3 separate regions of the Mus musculus genome follow, and regions 1 and 2 are each linked to region 3. The links are chromatin contacts, called in public promoter capture Hi-C maps. All regions are on one chromosome and are shown on one strand. The core of a region is the stretch at or near the end of the contact, and the rest is flanking DNA. Distances in the headings are between cores, read along the strand shown. Region 1 holds the start of Tom1l2 (target of myb1-like 2 (chicken)). Region 2 holds the start of Arf1 (ADP-ribosylation factor 1). Region 3 holds the start of Flcn (folliculin).

Region 1 (4,293 bases), core at 703-3,202, 540 kb after region 3:
TTATCAAAAAAGAACAGAATGGCAGGGTGTGGTGGCACACACCTTTAATCCCAGCACGTGAGAGGCAGAGGCAAGCGAATTTCTGAGTTTGAGGCCAGCCTGGTCTACAAAGTGAGTTCCAGGACAGCCAGGGCTACACCGAGAAACCCTGTCTCAAAAAACAAAAACAAAAAGCCAAAAGCCAAAAACCAAAACCAAACAAACAAAAAACCCAAAAGGAACAGAATGCTCCCAAATGTCAATCAACAACAGAAAAAGCCTCCGTAAGTTTGTAAGCTTAACAACAGAAAAGTAGGCTATAAATTCATATACAAAGTAGAAACAAGCAAGTCTCTACTGCTTGAACTATAAGACCCATAAGGATAGTACAGAGCCCAGTTCATAAAAGATGATTTCAACCAGCCGGCAGACCCAACTTTAATTTTCAAAAATGTTACATATGTGGGCGTTTTGTTTGCCTGTCTGTGCACCATTTACATGGTATGTTTAGGTATGTATATAAAAGACACCAGAAGAGGGCAATCAATCCCCTGGATGTGAAGTTACAGCCAGTTGTGAGCCACTATGCAGTGCCAGGGCCTGAATCTGGATTAACAGCCAATGTCTTTAACCGGTGAGCCAGTTCTCCAGCCCCAAGTTTGTTTGTTTTTAAAGCTAGTCAGCACTTTTGACTGATCTGTTGGCATAAGCTCCCACCTTGGATGAAAGGCCAAATTGCTTTATTATTCATTACTTGCAGTGCTGGATCCTAGATCAAATCCAGGATTTTGTGTGTGCTAAGTTAATGCTCTACCACTGGACTATTCCCTGGTCTGCCAGTGTTTTCTTCTGTAAGGAAACTTCACAGCGGCCAGTGCCATTCCTTATGCAGCATGCGGCCCGCCTCTAACTCCTTACACTACTGACAGCTGCTCTGATTACTCTACTACCACTTTATGTAGTGGGAGAGCAAGAGGCAATGTAAGGAGACGCTTAATATCAACAAGGAAGATTCAGAACTTTAGAACTTGAAGAGTCCCACCACATCTTATCTCCAAATACCCCGTGTGGCAGACAAGAGAACGTCAAAATATAAAGCGCACAAGGTCAGGAGGAGCGTCCCTGGCAAAGTCACTACTGGAGTCCAAGTTTCCGGGATCCAATGGACTGCTTATCAACAAAGCAGCCCTGCCTCCCTTCTTTCCTAGGAGGCCTAGGAGATTCTGCCGCCACGCCATCCCCCTGCCAAGCCAGTCACTTTCCCCGAGGGCCTCCCCCATCCCAGTCCCTCCTACAGCCTGACTGAGTTGCAGCTCAAATTAGAAGTCGTGCAGCATGGGGCATTTTCTGGGAAAGTGCCCAGCCTCAGAGCCATTGGTACCAATGAGCAGGGACAAGGACGGAAGAAAGAGTTCCATTCCACAAAGGCTCCGGGAGACAGAGGCCCTGGGAGCAAAGGCAGCGAGATACCTGGGGAAGAGTACTCGCAGTGACATCTCCCAATACGCAAGGGTAAGCAGACTAGCATGGACACTACTTCTGGGGAGAGACTTGAAAGGCTGGGCCCTGATGGGCAGGGATGCCGGGGACCTCTCTAAGTCCAATCGGCACCTCGGGGGAGCCTCCTTGTAGGGTGAGGTGGCACCAGCGTCAGGCAGAGGCCTCGTGACAAGGATGCCCAGTCCACCTTTGAGATGACACCACTTATTGGCAGAGGCCCAACCCGCACGTGAGGTGATTTCAGTGCCGGGAGGAGGCCCGCGGATCTCACCAGCCCGGTCAGCCGCTGTGGCTCACTCGACGCCTGCCCCACGCGCGGCCTTACCAAGACACTGCCCTACAGGGGTGCTGAACGGATTCCCCAGCAGGAACTCCATCTCGGCGGGCCTCGTTCCAGCCCGGACTCCTGTGTGCCACGGGTCTCCGCTGCCCGCGCCGCGTTCTGCCCTGACTGACACTTGCCCCCGCCCCACCCTCCGGAACGCTGAGCGCCCGGCCTGACCTCGCCCTCTGGGTGCATCTCTATTGGGCAGCGTCTAACCAGCCCACTTCCGATTGGACGACACTCCACTCTCAGTGAAGTCCCACCCACCCCGCGGCGTCCGATTGGGCACGAAGCAAGCTAAGTCACTAGGGTCTCCGTCAGCCTAGCGGCACAACCCCCGGACCCGCCTCCAAACGAGTGGCCGTTCTTCTTGATTCATTAGCACGTTGGTCAGTCTAGAGAATCTTTACTATTATTGGATAAAAGGTGTGTCAATCGTTTACATAGGCGGGCAGAAAGAAAGCGTAACTAGAAGTTGAAGCTCGTTGACTGTGCTGATTGGAGAAACGTTTGTTTTCTTCAAGTCTGGTTGGTGTTAGAAATATGGCCACGTGACGAATCAACTTTCACCCAGGATATTTATCGCTTGACTTCCCCTTAGCAACCAAGTGGCGGTGTTTGGTTCCCCAGCAACCAAACGAAGCGTCTACTGCAAGGGGAGACAGTCCTTAGGAAGGTAAGAATCAAGAGTTTAGCTCCAGAAGATTAGAGGTTGCATGATTGAGGTCTGTCTTGTAACTCTTCTTGGAGGACTCCGACCTGACCCGTCTCATCTGTAAAATGAGCACACATGTCATTTTTACACTTGTACTGAGACTTAATCGGGCTTTTGAAAAAGAAAAGAGCGTATAAAATCTTAAACTAGCAAAAGCAAGTAGGAAAAGGGTCCATCAGCCAGTTTCCTGGCCTGATTCGTTTCACTGAAAGAGAGGTACCCGATACACTGATAACTCATTCTAGAGTTTGGCTGTTATATCCATCCTCTTGATCTGCAATAAGGTATTTCATTTGGTGCCGTATGAAGTGTTTGCGATGAGAATAAAGATATCAAGGTTCCATCTCAGTCTCTGTCAGTAATTCACTCTATGACTTTGGTCACAGACCCCCCCCCCGGCCCCCCACATACACACATACCTCAAGCCTCAATTTCCCTATCTGGGAAGTAGGGACACTAAGATGTCCCTTTTAAATAGCTCCCAGAACTGGCATGGAGTTAAATAAGTGGAGTGCACTGAGAGTACGACAAGGACTTATTCTCATCAGTTGCTTTTATTCTCATTACTGTGGGACTCATAGGGTCTACATAGTGTTTCAGGTCCAGCTAACCCAGGCTGTTGTTTCCCAGGTAAACCAGTGACGAGGCTACCTGGTTGATTTGTTTGTAAAGCTTTCTGCTGCTTCTCCACATCCTACCTCTGGTCTTCACCAAGGACACTATCATCAGGCAAGTCAATGGGACCCCCATTTGGATAAATTATTGACATCCTCCCCATAGGGGAGGATTCTTTGGGCCTTGTTCTGTAGGCAGAGAACATGTGACAATGTCTGTCCCTAGTGTGCTGGGTACAATAGAGTTGTGATTAAGAAAGTGGATTCTGTGTTAGACATGAGGTCGTGCCTCTTGGTAAATCTTCATATTAGTCAATCGAGAAATTTCTCTTACAGAGATCCCTACTGTGTGCTTTCATAGTTCCATACACCCACTAACCTGTCAATGTTTGTAAGTAGATATTGGGATAATTTATTTAATTCAAGTGTGGTTCAGAAGTCAGGCCACACCTCTTCAGTATCCTTTCACAAGGTTGGTTATAGAGAGCCGCTCTGACCTTGTAGCTTTCACAAAGTTCTCTCTTTCACTCCTTACAGATGTGAGCAAACCCAGCTTCCCCTGATTCCTGGGCCAAGACATACCTGAATTGCAACTTTACTCTCTTAACTAAGCCTGCCACCGTGCCAGGAGTCATGTAGACTAGGTCAGGTCAGGTCACATGGTATAGAACTAAAAGCCACCACTGTCGTTGTCCCCCCCCCCGCCCCCCAAAACTGTGAGTCGTAAGTCCCTTTGTTCTCTGGATCTGAGGGAGCTAATGGAACTGGAAGATTTGTCTTTCTCTTCTGGGCACCATGTGGCTGCCAAGATTCTGATGCAATCTCTCCTAGTGCCCTCTCACTTCAGGGCTCCTCATGGCTGTCTGTGGCCTCGAACCTCTGACTCTCCTAGCAAAATTCTTCTGGAGGGCAATTGATTTTAGCACTACTCCTCTTTCAAACACTATTATTGGGTCAATCAATTACTTTAGCTTAGGCATAACCTTCCAAACTAGATTTTGTCTCAGACCTTCCTATAAACTAAGTTCCTAGTGATGTCCCACCCCTCTGTATTACAACCACTCTGGTCACTCACTTTCCCCTCCCCTCCCCTTCCTTTCCTTTCCATTTTTGTTTGTTTGTTTGTTTGTTTTGACACAGGTCCCTCTGTGTAGCTCAAG
Region 2 (4,642 bases), core at 1,924-4,423, 580 kb before region 3:
CCAACAAGTCTGTAAACTATGCCTGCCTAGCATGGTGGCACAGCTGTAATCCCAGCAGGCTGTGATCTCCAGAGGGCAGGCAGGAGGATCTCAAGTTTGAGGAAAATCTGCACTACACAGTGAAACCCTTCCTGATGAACAGCACCAACAAAATATTGGCCAGCTGTCCTATTTTCTGTCAATTCTGCTCTTATCACTTAAAACTTTCCCTATTATCAAGGCCTGCAGAGAGTGCCACTGTTCCTAGTCTATTGGCTGCTGAAGGCTACCAAACTGTTACCACTGTGAGTAAAAAATCAGGACCCAGGATCAGATAAGTGTGTGGGGTTCTCATCAGTCTCCCGACTATCTGCAGCAGCACAGGGTGGGGGAACTCGGGGGAACACCTAAAAGGTCCCCCTGGAAATAGAGATTGGATGTGCCTACACTAACAAGTTTTCCAGCTAATCAGGTCACTTGACCCACCTGAGAGGGCTGAGTTACCCTTCAGGACATTGACAAACCGTCCAAGCTATTATCTATAATCTGTATCACAATCAATATTGGACACAGACGTTGGTGTGTAATGAGGAATCCCAATGTATACACACTCCCACCCCCAGCTACCTTTTAACTTCTCAGTAGGCAATGTCAAATCTTCAATAGTAGATAGAGAATACACACAAAAAGATGCTATTGCGTGTCAAATCTCAAGTCAAAGAAATTTCCATTTTTCTCTCCTTACCATCTCTGACAATTTCATGAAAAGGTCAAAGAGATTCAAGAAAGACAACAGGGAAGACCAGGAATGACAGAGCAACCTAGAGCAGCACAGCCTTTGTGATTACGAGTAGATTTAAACCTGTATATCAGAGCCAGGAGGTGGTGGCTTATGTCTTTAATCCCAACACCCAGGCAGATTTCTGAGTTCGAGGCTAGCCTGGTCTCCAGAGGGAGTTCCAGGACAGCCAGGGCTATACAGAAAAACCCTGCACATCAATGTAACATTTAATTCTAAGAATCTGAAAAAAAAAATTGACCAAACAATTTCAAAGCATTGTGACAAGCTATTGCATGAACTTGCACAACAAGTTTTTTCTCTTGGTTAGGCTGCCTGACACTGGGTTACCACAGCAACTGCTGGTCTAATTTACCTTTACTTTAAAAAAAAAAAGAAAGAAAGAAAAAGAAAAAGAAAAGGTATTTTGAAGCCTGTCTGGTCCTGGGCAGAGGAAGCAGCCCAGTGGAGCAAAGATTCTGAATATCCGTTCTACAAGGGGCAAGGGGCACAGTGGACGTCCCAGATGCATGACTTACAATCACAGCTGTGTGAGGGCCACAGAACTAGTTACTGCTACTTTCCTTTCAGGATGAGTAGACTGAGTATGAGTCAGCTGTTATTCACACTGCCTTAAACCTTGTATGCAGTGCTAGAGATCCAAACCAAGACTTCACGAAGGCTAGAAAAGCACTCTACCATCTAGCTCCTAAACCTTTTTGAAGTAGCAATTCTGTACATCTGCCTCACAAGCAAGAGAACAGTGTGGTGATCCAGTGACTCAGACCCATTTTCAAATCTAAGGATAAGTGAGAGACATTCCAATAAGGGAAACCTTTATGCCACAGAAGACAATGTAGTTCACACATCTGTGACTGGCCCTTACACCACACAACTCTCTGGAGAAACAGAGAAACCAGGTAGTAACACAGTGCATCAAATCTCATAGTTTAGGCTATTTCTGCTAGTGCTGCTAAAAGTTCAAAAGTGAGGACACTATAGTCACCTATGTCAGGCACTGTGGATACTGGCTAAGACAGAGGAGAGACACGAGGCCAGCACACAAAGCACCATGGCACCTCACTAGTCTTCTGACAGACACGGCAGAAACCACCAGAATCAGCCTGCAGGAAAAACTGCTGACCACTAGTTGTGAAACAAGAACTACAACAGAAGACTCCAACATGGGTTGTGGCATCAACTACTGGGCTCTCCAATGACTTCTGGGACCAAGAGCAGCTGACCCTTCCTTTCCTGACAAAGCAGCCAGTTGCTGTTTGAATGGGAGAATTCCTTCTTGATGTGAACAGAATCCCTAGCATTTTGCATTTGTTCTATGTAGCTAGACCATACAACATATGTAGCTACCTACACTACAAACTGACATGGCACGACCACCCTAAATGGACAGCCAGAATTGTGTACTGGACCTGGTCTCTGTACCTGCGGACTGCTCAGAGGCCGGGAACGGGTTATTCCATGGGCAGGTTAAAGATTCTCCAATTCAGAATGGCCTTTCTAATCCACCCAAAAGTGCATAAAGGAGCCGGTCAAGAGGCGAAACAAGGCTCAAACCCCTCCGGGGGCCATCGGCACCCCAATGCAGATCTCACCGACGATATTCGGGGCCCAAATCACGGCTAATTGGGGATCACAGTGGGTATTCTGGTATCCCCCGAGATCCGCAAATGCGCGTGTTAAATCCCAGCACCTGGATCCGCAGTTCGGAGCCCCTGTCCGACACCTGTCCCTTTCCCTTCCCCCTTCCTACAACTTCGGTCCTCCAGGCCGACAGGAACCGGACTCGAGAGACAGAAGAGGAAGACCTCGCCACCCGAGTGACCTTGACGTCGTCTCGGGGCCACCCGAGCCTCAGTTTCCCCAAGCCCGCGGTTCATGCCGTATCTGAAGCGGCCGGCTAGCCTTTAAGAAGGAAAACCCCGTGACCCCCCGAACCCTGCTCCCCGCTCCCAGGCTCTCGGGCCGTGGAGCCTAGGAGAGGCGCAGAGAGGAACAGCAGGAAACCTGGCTTCCTGGAGAAGAGCCGGCGTCCTGGCCGGACTTCCGGGCTGCGGCCCGCGGCGGGCGGCCAGGCAGGCGTAAGGGCCGCGGAGTGGGGGAGGGCCAAGCGGCCGTGGGCGACGCGGGACTCCGGGGCGTCCCGATCCTCTGTCCGGCCTGCCGCCGAGCTCACTGAGCATAGACCTCAGGCCGCCCGACCGGACTCGGTCCTTAGCAGCCGCAGCTGAGCGCCCCCTTGACTCCCACGATGACCAGCCCGCGGCCTCCCCAGTTTCGGCCTCAGCGCGCCCCGCGTCTCACCTCCGCGGCGGCTGCTCCCAGCCAGGCGTTGGTTTCGCTCCCACAAGATGGCGGCGCTGACGGCAGCCACGTCAGCGCCTGCCGCGGGGCACGCCGGGGGAAGAGGGCGGGCACGCAGAGGGCCCCGCCCCCACACGGATGGCGCTTGCGCGTCTGCACTTTGTAGCCTTCACGGGGCGGAGCCGAGGTCGCTCTGTTTCCGGATCGGGTCCCGGGCTAGCACTCTGGCTCCCGGCACTAGAACGAGCAAGGGTGTGGTGTATGGAGTTCCGTGTCCGCCGGCGCGTGCGCACGCGCGCCTTCCTGCGGAATTCCAGCCCATTCCGCGGATGCGGGGGTTGAGGCCAGTAAGCGTTCTAGAGCGCCAAGGTCAGAGTGGGAAGGTCGTGTCAGCCCTAGGAGGTGTAATGTCCTTCTCACAGTACCCCAGGGTCTCTGATATTCCAGCTGGGCCCTGGAATTGAAGAGAATGATGTGACCGACAGATGGCCAAAGTGGGAAGAGGCGCAGGCCAAATGTCAGACAAGCACCATGTCTCCACACTGGTCTTGGACCTGTGTGCACGCTCAGAGCTGACTGAGAGGACCAGACACCTGCATGGGCATAGCACTGCCTGAGAGGCAGTGATGGGGTGGCCTCCTTCAGGGTGCAGGTGAGGAGGAATCCGTTAACTCTCCCCATCGATGCAGGAATCAGGCCCAGGCTCTGTCCTCCCTATCCAGTTCTTCCACCCCGTGTGCTGTTGGGAGAAGTCCCACAGGTAGGAGATGTTGAGGGCCCTGGGAGATTCTTTTGAGCCTGGAGCCCTATCTATTGAGTTAGCAGGAGACAGTTCTGTTACCAGGGCCTGCTTCAGCCACTGTTGTGTCCAGGCACAGGGTACAGGGCATCCTCACTGTGTTTGGGGGTTGAGACCTCCAGAGCTTTCTCCCCAGAGTTGTGGGTGCTGAGCCTGGCAGGATTCGATGCAATAGTCACCTTCTTGACCCTAACACATCCCTTTCCATCGCTCAGGGCTCCATTTTCAAATGCTGCTTCTGTAAACGTCTATGGGGGTGCTTGCCTGTTCTCTCTCACCCTCAACACACAGCAAGTGTTTATACAAAGCCTTGGGTGTCGCTGCCTGCCACCAACCCTGGAGAAATGGCAGGACATCTCCTGAGACCTGTGATTCCAGCCATGCCAGAAGCCTGTCTTAGCCTCATGGATAAGTCGACAAAGAGATGGGGTGTCCAGAAAACCGCAGGCTAATAGTCAAGAACCAAACTCCCTTTCTGTACCTAAAAAGGCTAAAATTATGAAAAAATGGAGACAGGGTGGTAGTCATTCTGTTTATTGTAATGTGACCACTGTACATTGTAGTCCCGCTCAAAACATCACTCTGTACCCCGTAAATAATTATTTGTGTCAGTTAAAATTTTAAACAGCCTTTGTAGATATTTAATATCCACATGTGTAATGGATGATACATTTGAAGTGGATACCTACCTAGGCAGGCTCTTCCTACCTCCCCAGGTCAGCTGAAGCCACAGTGAAATTTTCATATTGCACATGAACTTTGAA
Region 3 (4,304 bases), core at 1,601-4,100:
GGGACTTATGTTGCTTGTTTTCCCTTTACAACTGCTAAGCCCCTCTCGGTGGAGACTTTGTCTAGTTAAACACAGTCCCTTCTCTGTCCACTGACGTTCCCAACACAAGGAGGGCCCCAAATGACTTGCTCATCGAGATGACCACTGTAATTGCAGAAACTGGAGGTCACCAAGGAGGCTCAGGCAGGACCACAATGAAAACGGAGCCTACGAATTGAAGGGCACAGAAGGGACTCAGGGATCACTCCATCGAGGTCGAGGACTACTATGGTTTAAGGATCATGGTGGCACACATCTGGAATGGATGCACCAGATGCCAGCAGGAGAATCACTCAGCTGTAGCTACATGGAATGTCCCAGGCCAGCCTGGGCTACAAGAAACATGAGACACTGTCTCAAACAGAAAAAGAGCCCAGTGTGGAAGAGGATATGAAGCAACCAATAACAGAATAAAGACGCTGGGGAAATAAGAGAGTCAGGACCCAGGGCAGAAGCACGCATCCTGGAAACGGGGCCACGTCCTTCTTAGAGGGGCATGCAAGGAGGAGAAATAAGCACCCTTCAGCAAAGCATGCACGTGCACGGCCCAAGTACGGAGTGTCAGTACCAACCTTATGCTTAGCACATCACAACTGCACCATCCCGCCTAGAGCAGAACATGTACGAGGCCCGCCGGAAGAGTCAGGTAAGCAAGCTGCACTATTCGAATTCAAAGACTTGAGGTTGTCTAGAGAAAGAGAAAACAAGAAAACAAAAAATCAGACCAAATTCTGAGAGCTAAAGCTCTTGCAGCGTGAGTCGGAGCAGCTAACAGTCAAATCAGGGACTGTCAGGAGGAGCTGGAGATTTGTATTTGTTGTTGTGCTTTGGATCTTAAAAAACAAAAATCGTGCCGGGTGTGGTGGCGCACGCCTTTAATCCCAGCACTTGGGAGGCAGAAATAGGCAGATTTCTGAGTTCGAGGCCAGCCTCTTCAACAAAGTGAGTTCTAGGACAGCCAGAGCTACAGAGAAACCCTGTCTCAAAAAACCAAAAAAACAAACAAACAAACAAAAAACAAAAATTGTGGGCTTGAGAAATGGCTCAGTGGTTAGGAGCACTGACTGCTTTTCCAGAAGTCCTGAGTTCACCTCCCAGCAACCACATGGTGGCTCACAACCATCTGTAACGGGATCCGATGCCCTCTTCTGGTGCTGACTGAAGACAGCTACAGTGTATAAATAAATAAATAAATCTTTAAAAAAGAAAAAAAGGGGGTTTGTCCAACAAGAGTTTCGAATCTTCTGGTTACTCATTCCTCAGCCCAGGCAGCCCCTGGAAGACTGTAATGGAACCTACATGACACTCCATTCTGCAGCCACCGAGAAACCTACTACCTGAGTTTCTAATCCTTCCCAGCCCGTAACACCAACTGTCACTTATCCTCTGGAAATCCTCCTGGGCACTGGGCAACAGGCTTCTCTGACGGGATTGCATATGGCGTCTGAATTCCGGTGAGGAAGGAGCCTAGGTCTTCTGTTACTCTCCCAATCCCAATGTCTACCACATTCTTCTACCACAGGAGCCGGCTTCTGGGAGTGTGCCTAACCACCCTTTCCTAGTAACCTTTCGAGCTGAAGACAGTCTCCTCAGCGTCATACTTTGAGAGGCAGGCTGTGCATGTACGAGATTTGCTCCCGCTGTCTGAACCACAAGCCTGGCAAACGAGACCCACACCATCCTTCCCTGGTGTGCCCTAGTTTTTCCTCATCTCTATTTCTTGTCTTCTCACAGCACCAGGCCACTAAGAGTGCCTTGTAGGCAAACAAGGGGTTACAAGGATCTCCACGGAAGTCAGCAGGAGCTGTAACTGTCTCCCACAGGAAACTCACTGATCCCCCTACTACACTAGCTAGTATAGAGTGGGTAAGAAACTCAGCAGGGAACTTTATCTCCAACTTAGAACCACTCCCCTCTCTACTACTGCCAACTTCAGCAGGACTTCCTTTAAAGAGCACCCAGTCACTTGACACTAGCAGAGCAAACACTGTCACGTGCCATGTCCTCTCTACTGTTTAATGACAACTATGATAGCTCGGCACTGCCAGCAATACACTAGCTGTAGTCTTTCTCTCTGCCGGACACCATGGGTGGTACCAGGCTTCCCCACCCCCACCCCCGAGAAATGGAAATTCACCCTATACTTGCAGTAGGTCCTCCTGGCCCCCTACTGTTATGGGCCACTTGTGACCTCAACGGCGATCCACTGGCTAATCCCAGGGCTAACCATTTCTTCCAACGCATGAGGACGAGTTACCCTGTTAAGAGTGGAGAGAAATGAGGTGTCTTGCCTGCCCTGTCCTCAGACGGCCATCCTGCTAGAAAACGGAGGTTGACTGGCAGGGCGACGTCCCCAACAGTATTCAGTCAAACTAAAGCAATTACCCCAAACGGGGGGTGGAACCTGCCACCTCCCTCTCCCAGGTGTTTACCATCCGCGCTTTCCATTCAGCCCTATGGCCCAACACCAACCCAGCTGGGGCGCTTGCCGCCGTCTCCCGGATGCTGGGCCGGAACCCGCTCGCAACTGTCCTGGGGCTGTCGCCACTGTTCTGCCCCTCGGCAAGTGCTAGCCCGTTCCGCAGGCCCTTGCACTGAGCCTTAGCGCGTGACCCAGCCGGACCGAACCATCCGCAGGCCGGCAGAGGGCAGGCAACGCCAGTGACTAGCCGGAGCGAGCAGCGTTGCGTCCCCCGCAGGCGACTAGGATGTGCGGAGCCTTGCTGTGTCACGTAATGCTCCTCCAGGCAAGGAATCCAAGCCCCTCGGCCACGCGCGCCCCTCGGCGCGGCAAGTCGCCCCGCGGAAAAGCGTAGATGGTTCCGGCCGCCGAGAGAAGCCATTCTGCAGGGGTGACGTCAAAACTGACATTTCAAAAAAGTCAGAGAGAATTAGTCAGTCCATGCCCTGTCCCTACCGAAGAGGAAAGATTTGCGGAAAATTTCCTCTGGATTCTGGGAGTTCTTGGGACTCCACTCCCTGCCTGTAAAGTTGCAGATCAGAGAAACCGTCTCCCCTTCGAGAGAAGTGGAAGGTACGGACAGGTCCTGGGAGGGAGGAGGGTACAGAGCGAAGCAGGACCACGCATGTGCACGGCTCAGTCTTGCCCTGAGCCGGCCCTATCTTTGCAAACTAGCTTTCAAAACAGTTCGTGGATTGTGGGGTTGTTTTCTCTAAGCCCTGGGTTTGATTTCCCGTTTGGGGATGAGGGATGGAATATTATTTAGCTACTTAAAAATTAATTTTAAGCCGGTCAGTGGTGGCGCACGCCTTTAATCCCAGCACTTGGGAGGCAGAGGCAGGCGGATGGATTTCTGAATTCCAGGCCAGCCTGGTCTAAAGAATGAGTTCCAGGACAGCCAGGGCTACACAGAGAAACCCTGTAAAACCAAAAAGAAAGAAAGAAAAGAAAAAAAAAGGATTTTAAGGGCTGGAGAGATGGTTCAGCGGTTAAGAGCATTAACTGCTCTTCCAGAGGTCCTGAGTTCAATTCCAAACAACCACATGGTGGCTCACAACCATCTATAATGGGATCCAATGCTCTCTTCTGGTGTGCATGAAGAGAGTGACAGTGTACTCACATTTTAAAAATAATAAAAAAAAATACATCTTTTTTTAAATGAATTTTAAAGCTATTAGTGCATACCATGGGCCCTTGAAGACAGATGAGAACAGAGCTCTGGGCTTGAGCCTGTAACTAACGCTGCCAGCTGTACACAGCGGCCAGCGCTGCCAGCCTCCGCTGTGTACACGAGGACGCCCAGAATGTGGTTATCCGGAAGTGGGAAGCTTCAGATGAGTAGAAGTTGATGAGTTGGTATCTGTTTGTTTTTCAAATCACGGGGATCGGATTCCTTTCTCTCTATTTCAGCTTTCGTGTTTTGTTGGAAGAGGGAGCAGGAGGAAAAAAAATATGCAAACTTGTGTTCTATAACTTTGTTTACTGCCTGGTAAAGATTAAGGAGTGCAGGGTGGAGTTATGGTGTTAGGTATTGTCTTGTGTGTGTTTATTTTTACCAATCCGATTATTCCTGATACTGTGAGTCATCTCCTGTCCTCCACGAGGCTCTTCCCTACCCTTCTCCAAGACTAGAGCAAGCAGACAGCAGAAGAAGAAAGCAGATACCTGACAACTAGGGGTTAACAAACTTAAGCAGGATAAAACAGCTTTAAGCAGACTGCCACTCAGGATATAAGTGAAACCAGTTGCAACTCCCCACAGCGATGTTAGGAAGAACCAGGTCAGCTCTGACTATGGCTCTGAG

The links. Promoter capture Hi-C pulls out the DNA fragments that hold promoters and counts their contacts. Capture Hi-C pulls out chosen DNA fragments and counts their contacts.
Region 1: a promoter capture Hi-C map of liver shows a contact between it and region 3, with 4 times the contacts expected there. The contact joins the promoter of Tom1l2 here to the promoter of Flcn in region 3. A contact is called at or near these places in 12 of 39 promoter capture datasets (the 3T3-L1 cell line, 3T3-L1-derived adipocytes, the C10 cell line and 7 more), 2 of 484 Hi-C or Micro-C datasets (CD4 T cells and pre-B cells), 3 of 115 datasets of contacts at active chromatin or transcription factors (large pre-B cells, memory CD8 T cells and pancreatic cancer cells) and 2 of 9 other capture datasets (liver and pancreatic islet).
Region 2: a promoter capture Hi-C map of liver shows a contact between it and region 3. The contact joins the promoter of Arf1 here to the promoter of Flcn in region 3. A contact is called at or near these places in 7 of 39 promoter capture datasets (the 3T3-L1 cell line, the HPC-7 cell line, cranial neural crest and 2 more), 3 of 484 Hi-C or Micro-C datasets (CD8 T cells and embryonic stem cells), 6 of 115 datasets of contacts at active chromatin or transcription factors (bone marrow-derived macrophages, embryonic forebrain, embryonic stem cells and 2 more) and 3 of 9 other capture datasets (adipose tissue, embryonic stem cells and liver).

The regions. Positions count from the first base shown.
Region 1 is chr11:60,350,953-60,355,245 of GRCm38.p6, forward strand. Tom1l2 (target of myb1-like 2 (chicken)) reads right to left here and starts at 1,953. Exons shown (of 15, transcript NM_153080.3): 1 at 1,805-1,953. The coding sequence starts at 1,856. It overlaps Drc3 (dynein regulatory complex subunit 3), which reads left to right and starts at 2,428. Exons shown (of 14, transcript NM_029044.2): 1 at 2,428-2,480; 2 at 3,150-3,248.
Region 2 is chr11:59,225,094-59,229,735 of GRCm38.p6, forward strand. Arf1 (ADP-ribosylation factor 1) reads right to left here and starts at 3,174. Exons shown (of 5, transcript NM_007476.3): 1 at 3,080-3,174.
Region 3 is chr11:59,807,189-59,811,492 of GRCm38.p6, forward strand. It overlaps Flcn (folliculin), which reads right to left and starts at 2,851. Exons shown (of 13, transcript NM_146018.2): 1 at 2,472-2,851; 2 at 612-727. It overlaps Gm16062 (predicted gene 16062), which reads left to right and starts at 2,892. Exons shown (of 2, transcript NR_045686.1): 1 at 2,892-3,073.